3 separate regions of the Mus musculus genome follow, and all the other regions are linked to region 2. A link is a contact called in public Micro-C and promoter capture Hi-C data. All regions are on one chromosome and are shown on one strand. Each heading gives the region's core, a stretch centred on a gene start, on an enhancer-like site or on the middle of the called end of the contact. The rest is flanking DNA. Distances are from core to core; before and after follow the strand shown.

Region 1 (3,818 bases), core at 207-2,706, 890 kb after region 2:
ATGAATCAACACATCCCAAGCAAAACAGGCATCCCAAGCCTAGGCTGAAAAACCTGAGGTGAAAATGTGATGTAGAAACACACCCTCATTATAAGGGAAGATCAAACATTCCCAAACCCACAACTTCAACACATGTCAGAGGGATGTGTAGATTATCACAAGCCCTCTTAGGTGCACAGCTGAAGCCAACGTGTAGTGAATAAAATTCTCAGTGGCTGAAAAATGAGGACAGATCTGACAAAAATAGAAATAGGAGCTACAGTTAGCACATTTTGGAGTTTTATAACCTCTGGGCCTTGAATTATGAGCCTCATGTAAACTCCTCTAGGGCCTGGGGAAGTAGTTAGAAAGAGGACCCCAAAGATTACATGACATTTCACATTAATACCAAATATTTCTAAAAAATATATATATCTTTGATAGAGAAGAACCCCTACAACCCCTACAAGGCATGGGATCTCCACCTGCTTTTGCCTTCACTGATTTTCTGGAGCTTATAATTTTTCTCTACTTCATTTTAGAATAATTCATCGTCAATTTGAATTTGTATGGGACTTTTCTTATTTAACTGTGTATAAACTTGTATGGTTCCACTGAACTGCCCTGTAGTTCAGTGGTTCTCAACCTTCCTAGTTCTGTAGCCTTTAACATAGTTCCTCGTGTTGTGGTGGACGCCCCCGTCCCCAAGCATAAAATGATCTCATGGGTACTTGAGAACTGTAATTTTGCTACTGATATGAATGATAATGTAAATATCTGATGTGCAGGATGTCTTAAATGCAACCCCAAAGAGGTGCCAACTCACAGGCTAAGAACCACTGTTGTAGTCTACAAGCATGTGTGTGTGTGTGTGTGTGTGTGTGTGTGTGTCTGTGTGTGTGTGTGTCTGTGTCTGTGTCTCTGTGTGCATGTGTGTGCAAGCTTGCATGTGTGTGTGCACATGTGTGTGCAAGCTTGCATGTGTGTGTGTGCATGTGTTTGCAAGCTTTGCGTGTGTGTGTGTGTGTGTGTGTGCAAGCTTGCATGTGTGTATGTGTATGTATTTGTATGTATGTAAAGAAATCCACTAATGAAATTAGGAATTTCTAGGGGGTATGCAAAAATTAGTCTCTCATTTCTTTTATTGTCTTCTGATTTACTTGGTTTCTAAGCAAGATATATCCTTCAATAAAAAAAATAAAAATAATACAAAAAAGATCAATCTAACATAACTGCCAAATTCGAAATCAAAACTTTAAAAAAAAATAAAATAGCTCAACCTTATCATAAGTCTTAAAAAAATACAAGAAAACACTTTCAGATTGGTGATAGCAATCTAATGCATGATATAATATAAAAAAAATTAAGAAAGAGAGTGACTGCAGTTCAGAAAACAAGTGCTACCATAGCAACAGCCTCAGCAGCAGGCAGTCCAGTGAACTTCCTGTACTAGGACACTGAAGGTCTTGTAGCAGAATAGCGTGACATCAGATAAATACAAAAGGCATCTGCCAGGACCTTGCAGCATGCTAGGAAAATGGAGCACAGCAGAAAAGTAGCTTAGATTGGAAAATAATTGCCACCCTCCCAGTAAGGTTGGCTTGGAGAGCAGTTAAAGGAGTGGGTGTGTGGTGTGCACTGTCTCTAATCCTCAGACACTGCAATAGTTAAGCTTTATTATCTCTACTCATTATTTAGAGAAAACCAGAATGTGGCAAGTTAGATCATTTTCTCAAGCTTCACACAGAGCTAGTGATCCAGATCTCAAAACGTCAATGAACTCTGAACTTTATGTTCTTCCTTTATATTGTGATGCTTGTTACATTATAATTGTGTAATTGAAGATTAAAACTAATTGCTGAAGAAAAGTATGTAGTGTAAAAACCCCTCATTTCAGATATACTCTTTCTAAAAGTTTTATTCAAAACCTCATAGTGTGTATAATCTTTAAAAATAACTTAAATGGGATATGGTAAAGGAAAAGTTAAACATTAGTATACTGGAACACCGTTGCCCATAAAGAATTAAAATATGATAGCAAGATAATGAAACCAATCCAAATAGGAGACTGGTTAAATTGTGTATTTATTTGCTTCCTCCTAAGCAGTCAGGAAATATGAGAGAAGTACATTAGGTGTGTTTGTTCTTGCTTTGAATTGATACTAGAAAATAATTTTCGAAAGTACTATTAGAGCTGGTAAGACTGCCCACTATGTAAAATGCTTGATTGACACTAAAACACAAAGACACAAAAACTGCAGTTCCCATCCCAAAAATTTGTCTTAAACAACAATAACCAAAAGGAAGAGAAAACCCACTAGCTTGGCAGCACACATTGGCCTCCCCAATGCCATGGGACAAAATAAAAAGATCCTAAGGTCAGCCAGTCTCCTCAAAGTAAGGTCTAGTGAGGGACATTATATCAAAACAATAAAAAAGGAAAACAATAGGAATAAAATGAATGTGAAACGTGACAGAAGAAGACCCCTGAGATTAACCTCTGGCTTGGATGTTTGAACATGAATCCACACCCTTCTTGTCTTATATATAGATATATCTATATATCTATACTATGTATATCTATGTATATATAAAGAGAAAGTAGACTATGTCATGATTAAACACCTGGCTAAATACTCTGCACCCCACTTTTAACTACTAGAGGATGACTTGACAAAAACAATTGTTGCTTTTTATATAAATGGAACAAAAGGCTGATAATTCCCATGAAATAGACAGGGATCCGTTCACTGATCCATCCATCAGTTTTAGCCAACATATAAATATCTCTTTTTAAAGTAACAGCTCTAAAATTGTGTAGTGGGAAGCTCACTGTTGGTTTTAGTTCATTGAAATACTTTACAGCAAATAATCTCATTTTACAAAAAGTAAGCCAATAACGTGCAAATACCTTATATTTCCAATATATTTGAATTTCAGACCATCTTAGATCAACAAAGTTTTTAAAAATGATTAAATAAAAGGGTTTTTTTTTCCTTTTTTAGGAGTTTGTCTGACTCTAGCAATCGTCATTTACACTGAAATAAGTTTAAATTGTCAAGTCATGGACCTGTTCTGTGTTGTTCTGAGAGCCTTCCTAAATTGTGTCTAGATACTATCACCACTGTGCCTAAACTGTGCCTCTTAATAAGTTAATTGTTCTGTTTAAATATACTCAGAGAAATGATAGGAGTTGAACTTAGAACTAAGTGAAGACATAACTAAGACAAAAAATGTCTTCATCATGTTAAATTATCAAAATGATCAATTTAATACTTGGTTTATATACAGAGGAATCCATTGCAGTTGTAAACGCTGACTATTAAAACATGTATGTGTGCCTTTTAAGTAAAGAGCAACTTAATTTTTATAAAGCTTTATGTTCTTGGGCACGGATCAGAGGGTAAGATACACATAAGACTCTTACTTAAGTATGATGTGTGTTTAAAATTCAGAAACTTAGTCCCTAAGAATTACATGTAGTAACAATAAGAAATTATGACTGACTATTCAATTTTGGTCACCATTTCCAAATGAAAATGAACATAAAGTAATAAAGATGCAGTCTACTCCTGTGGTCTTTTTAAAATTATAACCACTGTTTTTAAAATTCACATTTTCTGGATTACTAATTTGCCAAGTTTGAAGATGATTTACTGAGATAAAGCATAGAAGAAGACCCGGCAGTAAATTATGAGAAAATAGTTTGTTCACCATTACATATTTTGCATTGATAACGTGAACACTTACATGGGCTTGTTCAATTGATTATAAAAATATGCTTTAGAATGTAGATATGTAGGTCTTCAGCCTTAAGGTGACAATTTTGACTAAAATTA
Region 2 (3,335 bases), core at 203-2,702:
CTCTTCTAAGAGGAAAACAAAACAAAACAAAACAAACAAACAAAAAAAAAAACAAGCTGAACCCTTCTACGATTCTGTTTGTAGCCTCTCTCTCTCTCTCTCTCTCTCTCTCTCTCTCTCTCTCTCTCTCTCTCTCTCTCTGATCAAAGTCCCTCTAGAAGCTCCGGCAGAAGTGTGGGAATTCTGTGTGTCCCCTAATAACTGCCTCTGAAAGACTGTAGATTTTGGGGAATCAGGAAAGAAATTATTGGCAAAAGTTACCGGTGAGATGCAGCCAACATCTCCTCCAGATGGCTTCCCCAGAGGAAACAAATTAGAAAGCTAACCTCAGGGGAGGGAAGTAGGCGCCCCACTCTTCTTTTGCAACAGACCCTCCCTGCTCACGCCTTCATACTAAAAGATTTAAAAGTCTCTAGAGAATATTGTAAAGTTGCGCTTATAATTACCAAGCCGTTTAAGGGCCCAGTGCACCTTTGCCTTAAAAAAGAGTGGACAACAGATCCATAGACAGACATGGACAACCCCACCCCACCCCCGTAAACTTTAGGGTCCTGCACTCTGACTCTAGATTAGAACACTTTCATGCTAGACTTAAAATTGAACAGGAGACCTCACGGGTCGGGAGGAAAGGAACCAACCTCGGAGTTAATTCGTTTTACCTTTTCGTTTGACCTTTGCGTTTCCAACCCGATTGTCCGCTAGGGAGACAAGCTCCCCTTTCCTCCCACCCCAAGTCTTTGGAGAGCTCAGATTGGGGAGTAACAGGGTCAACACGGTAGCAAGAAAAAGAAAAAAAGAAAGAAAAGAAAGAAAGAAAGAAAAAAAAGAACACAAAAACGAAGTCATAAAAAAACCCATTTCTTTTGGGTCTAACCGTCCTACTCCGGGTTTGTCCCCTAACGCGTAGCGCGCTGCTAGCTCCAGCAGATGCGCCCTTCCCGCAGGCAGCGAAATTGGCCAGCCCTGGGCTGTGCGCGCCAGCACGGGAGTCAGTGAAGGAAAGCGGCCCGTTCCAAGTGCCCCCCTTTTCCTGGAGCCCGGTAGGGACCCGCTTCACAGGAAGGACCTACCCACCAGCTACTCGCCACGGGCGGCAGAAAAGGGAGCCCCGAGCTCAGCGCAGCCCAAGGTCCGCGGGGAGCCCGCGGCGCTGGAACCCCAGGACACGACGCGGCGCGTCCGGGAAGGCGCGGGGAGGGGGTGGTGGACAAGGAGGCGGCGGCCGGGGACCCGGGCCACCCGGCGCCCAAGGAGCGACGTGGCCTCGGGAGGCTTAATCCTCTCCTGCGGGCTCGCCGAGCGGGCAGTGGCGCGCGGAGGCGCCGGGGCTGAAATATGATAATCAGAACAGCTGCGCCGCGCGCCCCGCAGCCAATGGGCGCGGCGCTCGCCTGACGTCCCCGCGCGCTGCGTCAGACCAATGGCGATGGAGCTGAGTTGGAGCTGAGAAGTTTGAGTAAGAGATAAGGAAGAGAGGTGCCCCGAGCCGTGCGAGTCCGCCGCTGCTGCTGCGCCTCCGCTCTGCCAACTCCGCCGGCTTAAATCGGACTCCCAGATCTGCGAGGGCGCGGCGCAGCCGGGCAGCTGTTTCCCCCAGTTTTGGCAACCCCGGGGGCCACTATTTGCCACCTAGCCACAGCACCAGCATCCTCTCTGTGGGCTATTCACCAATTGTCCAACCACCATTTCACTGTGGACATTACTCCCTCTTACAGATATGGGAGACATGGGCGATCCACCAAAAAGTAAGAAGCGGTTTAACCTTGTGGGGCTTGGTGTGCTGTTGTGGTGTGGGGGGGTCTCTCTCAGGCACCGATGACAGGGCTCTTTGGATTTGTAGTCACTGCCTGGAGAGACAGAAGAGAAGGTGGTCCTTTTGTTGTTGTTGTTGCTGCTGCTGTTGTGTGTGTGTGTGTGTGTGTGTGTGTGTGTGTGTGTGTGTGTGTGTGTGTGTGTGTTTTCTTCTTGTCACGCTTGCAGCTTGCATGTTTGGTGTGAATTCCGATCTTTGAGAAACTGATCATACCTTGTGTTTGAATGCTCTGTGCCCTCCCAAACTCTAGCCGCCTGCCCGGTGCTTAGCGGTGATTTCCTCCTCCGGATTCCGGAGCTCTTGGAGAAGTTATTATGTAGCAAAGGTCTGCCTGCACAAACCACACCGGCAGATATGAATTAGCATTAGACTTGCAAAAGAGAGCGAGTGACAACTGTATTGATGTCTACTCTTCTAACAATATCCATTCCCGCGTGCTATTGAAGAACGTGCTTCACGGAAAATATAGACATCCCAGCGTTGCTTTAACGCTTCTAGTCAAAACCTTTTCTTTGACATGACTTATCCATAATCTTGCCTAATGATTATAGCAAAGAGGGAGGAGGGAGAAAACACAAAATGAGCGGGTTTGATTGCGTGCTAAGCTTACAATGTAGACTATTCAAATCTGCGTTTTACATATATTCCACCTCCCTTTTTAAAAAAGCGAGTCAAGGTTTTGATGGCACACTCCAATTACCATCCCAAAGTGCAATACTCTTTAAGGGAAGAACAAGAAAAAAAAAAAAAGGGAAAGAAAAAAATTCTTCCAGAATACACCCTATAAGAGAACGACACTAAAAGTGTGTTTATCTCTGTAGGAAGTAAACGGTTAGTCAATCATGCATTTATTTTCATTTCAGAAAAACGTCTGATTTCCCTGTGTGTTGGTTGCGGCAATCAAATTCACGACCAGTATATTCTGAGGGTTTCTCCGGATTTGGAGTGGCATGCAGCATGTTTGAAATGTGCGGAGTGTAATCAGTATTTGGACGAAAGCTGTACGTGCTTTGTTAGGGATGGGAAAACCTACTGTAAAAGAGATTATATCAGGTATGCCATTTTTACAGGGTTATTTTCTGAGATTTCTTGGCTCTCCTTGTTTATTATTTGATGTGCCTTTGTTTTGTTTTGTTGTTTTTAGAGGGAGGGAGAACGTTTACTTTAGAGTGCCCAGTGTACAAGAAATGTTTTTAAAATTAAACTGTTGTTCATTTCATATCTTTGGGGGGTGGGGTGTCGCTGTGTTTCATAAATTTTTGTTGATAAGGTTTGTTAATGACTCTTTGAATTTTTCATACAAAAGATTATTTCCCTCTTTAAACTTCCCTAAGGACAACAACAAAATTAAGGCAAATAAGTTTAGGGTTTCAAACTTTAAAAATTCTATTTTCACTGTATAGTTTATCATCTTATTTATTTTTCTCCTGTTTTATCAATGACTTACATTATTTTGGGGGCTCCAAATAAACAGACAAAAGTTTCACCAAAGGATTTTTGAAGAACAAGTACAAACATTGCT
Region 3 (3,583 bases), core at 198-2,697, 720 kb before region 2:
GAGGATTACAAGAGGAAAAGCGTGAGAATACAGATGATGTTAAAAGGCTGGATATATACCATAAGCCTCCAGCCTGAGTGTTTCCAGCAGTCAGTCTCTGCCTTGAAAAGGGTTTGAAATTCTAATACTCTTCTGGGCGTGTCTGTTCAGCCCCTAGGCTCCAGGGTACTGACTCAGGCTTGCCAGCACAGGAAAAGCTTCCCCTACTCACTATTCCTATCGGGAAGATTAAAAGGTTCCGGACAACATGATTGATAACACCTCCTATATTCCAGACACTGCTTGGTCTTAGAATGCAAAACAATATACCTATGGTCTGCCTGGGGGACACTTCTCAGAAACGATGCTAAAGAAAAGAGCTTGGTGGAGCGGGTTCAGGTTCCTTGCGGCAGAAAAGGTGGACCAACCATCATAAGCTTAAAGCAGGGCAATAGAGAGCGGACAGTATGGTTTTCCTTGTTGCGCAAGGTATTAGGGCTGGAGAAACTTTCCCTTGCCTCAGCCCACAGAAGGCTGAGGTTTTGAATAAGACCCAAGCCAGGTATCCCTGACTTAGGGAGTCCCCTCAGGCCAATTTCTTATGAACAGAGCTGGAAAGGAAGAACAAGAGTCTTTGGAGTCTAGAAAGGGCTTCATTTTCAAAAGAGCTTCTCAAACCTGGGACAAACAAACAAACAAACAAACCACCCTGAGAAGCAAAAGCAAAGCAAAACAATAAAAGAACCCCCATCACCTCACCACCAAAAAAGAAGGCAATAAGGAAATGGGAGAGTCCTCCTAGAGTGATCTCCAGCCTTTCTCCCTTTGCCTGATGTGATTACAAGGAAAGACTTGTTCACTTTATTTTTAATTCGTAAAGATTTTTTTTTCTTTTCCCCCTCTTTCTTCCTCCCAGCCACTCCGGCTTGGGTTTCCATATGACTCATAATTCCTTCTGAAAGTGGAGTCGAATTCATAAAAGTGGTGGAAAGAGGAGGGGTGGTGGTGGTGGTGCGGGAGAGGCTGGGAGCTCCAGGGAGTCTTCACTACCTACACTGTCACTCAGCTCCCGGCTCGAGTGGCAGTCGGGGGTGGGGAAATCCAGCCTGCGCGGATGGCGGATACTATTAAAGCCCCAGCGGCGCGCAGCCGGGCCCGGTGACCCGCGGCGGGTGCGGGAGGGTCTGCGGCTGGCGGGCGGCGCTGCAGCAGCCTGGGCACGGCCGCCGCCCGCGGGCGCGAGTGTGCGCGGGTGTGGGAAGGCCGGCGTGCGGGCCGCGAGGGGTGTGCGCGCGTGAGTCGGAGCGGGGCTCGCCCCTCTCCGGCGCCTGCCGCTCCACAGCTGCCGATCGCTCTCCAGCGGTCCCCGGCCCCCTTCGGGCCCCTCGTTTTCCTACGGCCGTCAGTCCGGGCGGGGGTGGGGGGGGAGGGAGAAAGTGAGACTCCGTGTCATCACCATCCATTGTCAGAACAGGAGGAAATTGGAATCCAGCAGCGGCGAGCAGCAGCTGGGCGGTCACATCTGGGAATGCAAAGCCGACCTCCTCCTCCTCCTCCTCCTCCACCTCCTCCTCCTCTCTCACCCGGGATCACTTCCGAAACCACTTCGCCTTCAGCCCCTGCCTCGGCCAGAGGTTTCATTTTTAACTGAATATTTACGAAAGCTGGAAGCGTGCGAGGGGGGTGGGGTGGAGTGGAAATAGCGGCTGCTTCTTTTCCAGGGATTTATTTAATGGGGATGTGTTCAAGGCAAGAGAGAATTCAGAAGGATATCGACGTCGTGATCCAGAAGTCAAGAGCCGAGAAAGACTGCCTGTTTGCAGGTGAGTTCTTGCCTCTCGGATCCTGGGACCAGGAGTCAGCCTCCCCTCTGTCTACCCCCATTGCCCAGATTTCTGACCGCGACGCGTGTAGCTTGGGAGTGTGGGGCGGCAAGTCCCCATTCCGGGTGCATTTGGAAATAGCTGCAGCGGCGTGAGCTGAAACCCAAAGAGGAGGGGGGCACGAGCCACCCCCCTCCCCCCCAAAAAACCCCACCAGGCCAGGGCAGTCTCCGGCTCCTGGGGCAGGACCCGCGCGATCAGAGTGCAGGGGCCGGGCGCTGGGTTCCAGCCATTGGCGGTGCCCAGAGCATCCGAGCTTTGCCTCCCGGCTTCGGCAGCCGTGGCCGAGCGGGGCGGGCTAGAGCCCGGCGGCTTTGCGCCATCGGCCGAGCGGCGGCGGCCGGGAAGGGACCGGCTGCGCTGCGCTGCGCTGCGCTGCTCCCGCCAGGCGCCGAGGCCCCGGGAGAAGGCAGCGCTGGGCCGAGCTCCCGCCCCCTCCGCTGCACCCGCTCCTCGGCGAGCGCGCAGGACACCGCCCCGGGGAAGGGATGGATGGATTCCCGGGGTTCCCGAGCTACGCAGGCCCAACCTGGGGGTCGCTTTGCGTCCATCTTTGCTCCCCGTCCTCCCACCCCCCCATCCAAGGCCGAGGGCAGTTCGGGCTTCGCAGCCCGAAGCCTGCCAGGGGCTGCTTCCGGCTGCTTGGCTGGGAATTTCCCGCTGTTGCCATGGCACCCGGCACTTGTTGCGGGGGGCGGCCTCCCGCTGCACCCCACGGGGTGCTCCGCATCCCCTCCTGCACCACCCTGCTGGCGGCCCCTAGCTCTCCAGCCTTTGCTTCCCTCCCCATCGGGCCTCCTAGGCTCACACAAAAGTGTAGGTTCAAGACAGAATTGGGGTTAAAAACAACACATGGGGTGGCTTATAACACGACTTTCCGTTTCAGATTTCAGATACTCAGACTCCACCTTTACTTTCACCTACGTTGGCGGCCCCAAAAGGTATTTATGTGTATAGAGTTGCTTCATTTCCTGTTCACACGCTTGTGTTTCCTTTGTTCCTGGTGTCTTCCGTGTTTGGGTATTTTTTTGCTTGTTTGTTTAATCTTGGGACTGCTATCTAGCTGCATTCCTCGCCAGTTGTCTCCCGATTTTATATAGAAGAGGGAAAATAAATATGTTTGAAGTTTTTTTTTTCTTCTTAAGCTAACAGAGGATGAGCAGAACTCCACATAGTGTTCTGCTTCAGTAGTAGATTGCTCTTTAGGCGTTCTGGATTTGACACAGGCGACACCGTGCAAAATTGGTACATTGAGCATGGAGTGAAATATGTGAAAGACATAAAAAGATGTCACAAAATAGTTTGATCGCCACCAGTGCTTATTTTGCCAACGTGTCTCTTTTTTCCATTTTCCTGAAGGTTGACATAAACACGTGGTCTTCCCAGTTCCCCAGGCGTTTTTCTTTTTTCCTCCGCAAAGGAGTGGTTATTTTGGTTTTCACATTTAGTTGTAGAAAAGATTTTGGAGAGTTATATGAAGCTGGCGTGGATGGCTTTTCCTTTGGGGGAAGAGATGCATATTTTAGTAGTCAATTGTCAGGGCTTTGATGCAGCTCAAAGGCAATTTTGAACGGAGGAAGAAGAATTTGCATCAAAAGTTTCTACACCTTGCTTTCTTCATTTTTGTGGTTTGGGTTTTCTTTATCCAATTGCTTTTAGAGACAACTGGTTTAAAAGAGCTGGGGCTACTGACTTAGTCTGTGGAGACTCTTCACCCTAGT

What was found. Promoter capture Hi-C pulls out the DNA fragments that hold promoters and counts their contacts. A called contact is a pair of places that touch in the nucleus more often than the background predicts.
Region 1: a contact with region 2 is called in a promoter capture Hi-C map of neural stem cells. The contact joins the enhancer-like site here to the promoter of Isl1 in region 2. A contact is called at or near these places in 9 of 39 promoter capture datasets (the HPC-7 cell line, HPC-7-derived erythroid cells, cranial neural crest and 5 more), 8 of 115 datasets of contacts at active chromatin or transcription factors (craniofacial prominence, embryonic basal ganglia, embryonic forebrain and 5 more) and 2 of 9 other capture datasets (embryonic stem cells and liver).
Region 3: a Micro-C map of embryonic stem cells shows a contact between it and region 2, with 3 times the contacts expected there. The contact joins the promoter of Parp8 here to the promoter of Isl1 in region 2. A contact is called at or near these places in 6 of 39 promoter capture datasets (cranial neural crest and embryonic stem cells), 9 of 484 Hi-C or Micro-C datasets (all in embryonic stem cells) and 4 of 115 datasets of contacts at active chromatin or transcription factors (astrocytes and embryonic stem cells).

What each region holds. Positions count from the first base shown.
Region 1 is chr13:115,419,324-115,423,141 of GRCm38.p6, reverse strand. No RefSeq gene overlaps it. Among named protein-coding and RNA genes, the nearest start is that of Gm25985, 310 kb to the right of the region's middle. Within about 2 kb of position 1,456, at least 9 of the 459 cell types and tissues checked have an H3K27ac peak or open chromatin away from gene starts, as enhancers often do. A contact at or near this core is called in neural stem cells, where this site is marked.
Region 2 is chr13:116,307,805-116,311,139 of GRCm38.p6, reverse strand. It overlaps Isl1 (ISL1 transcription factor, LIM/homeodomain), which reads left to right and starts at 1,452. Exons shown (of 6, transcript NM_021459.4): 1 at 1,452-1,745; 2 at 2,677-2,866. The coding sequence starts at 1,718. RefSeq lists promoters at 1,275-1,653, 1-1,655.
Region 3 is chr13:117,023,395-117,026,977 of GRCm38.p6, reverse strand. It overlaps Parp8 (poly (ADP-ribose) polymerase family, member 8), which reads left to right and starts at 1,447. Exons shown (of 27, transcript NM_001081009.2): 1 at 1,447-1,613; 2 at 1,701-1,802; 3 at 2,749-2,803. The coding sequence starts at 1,712.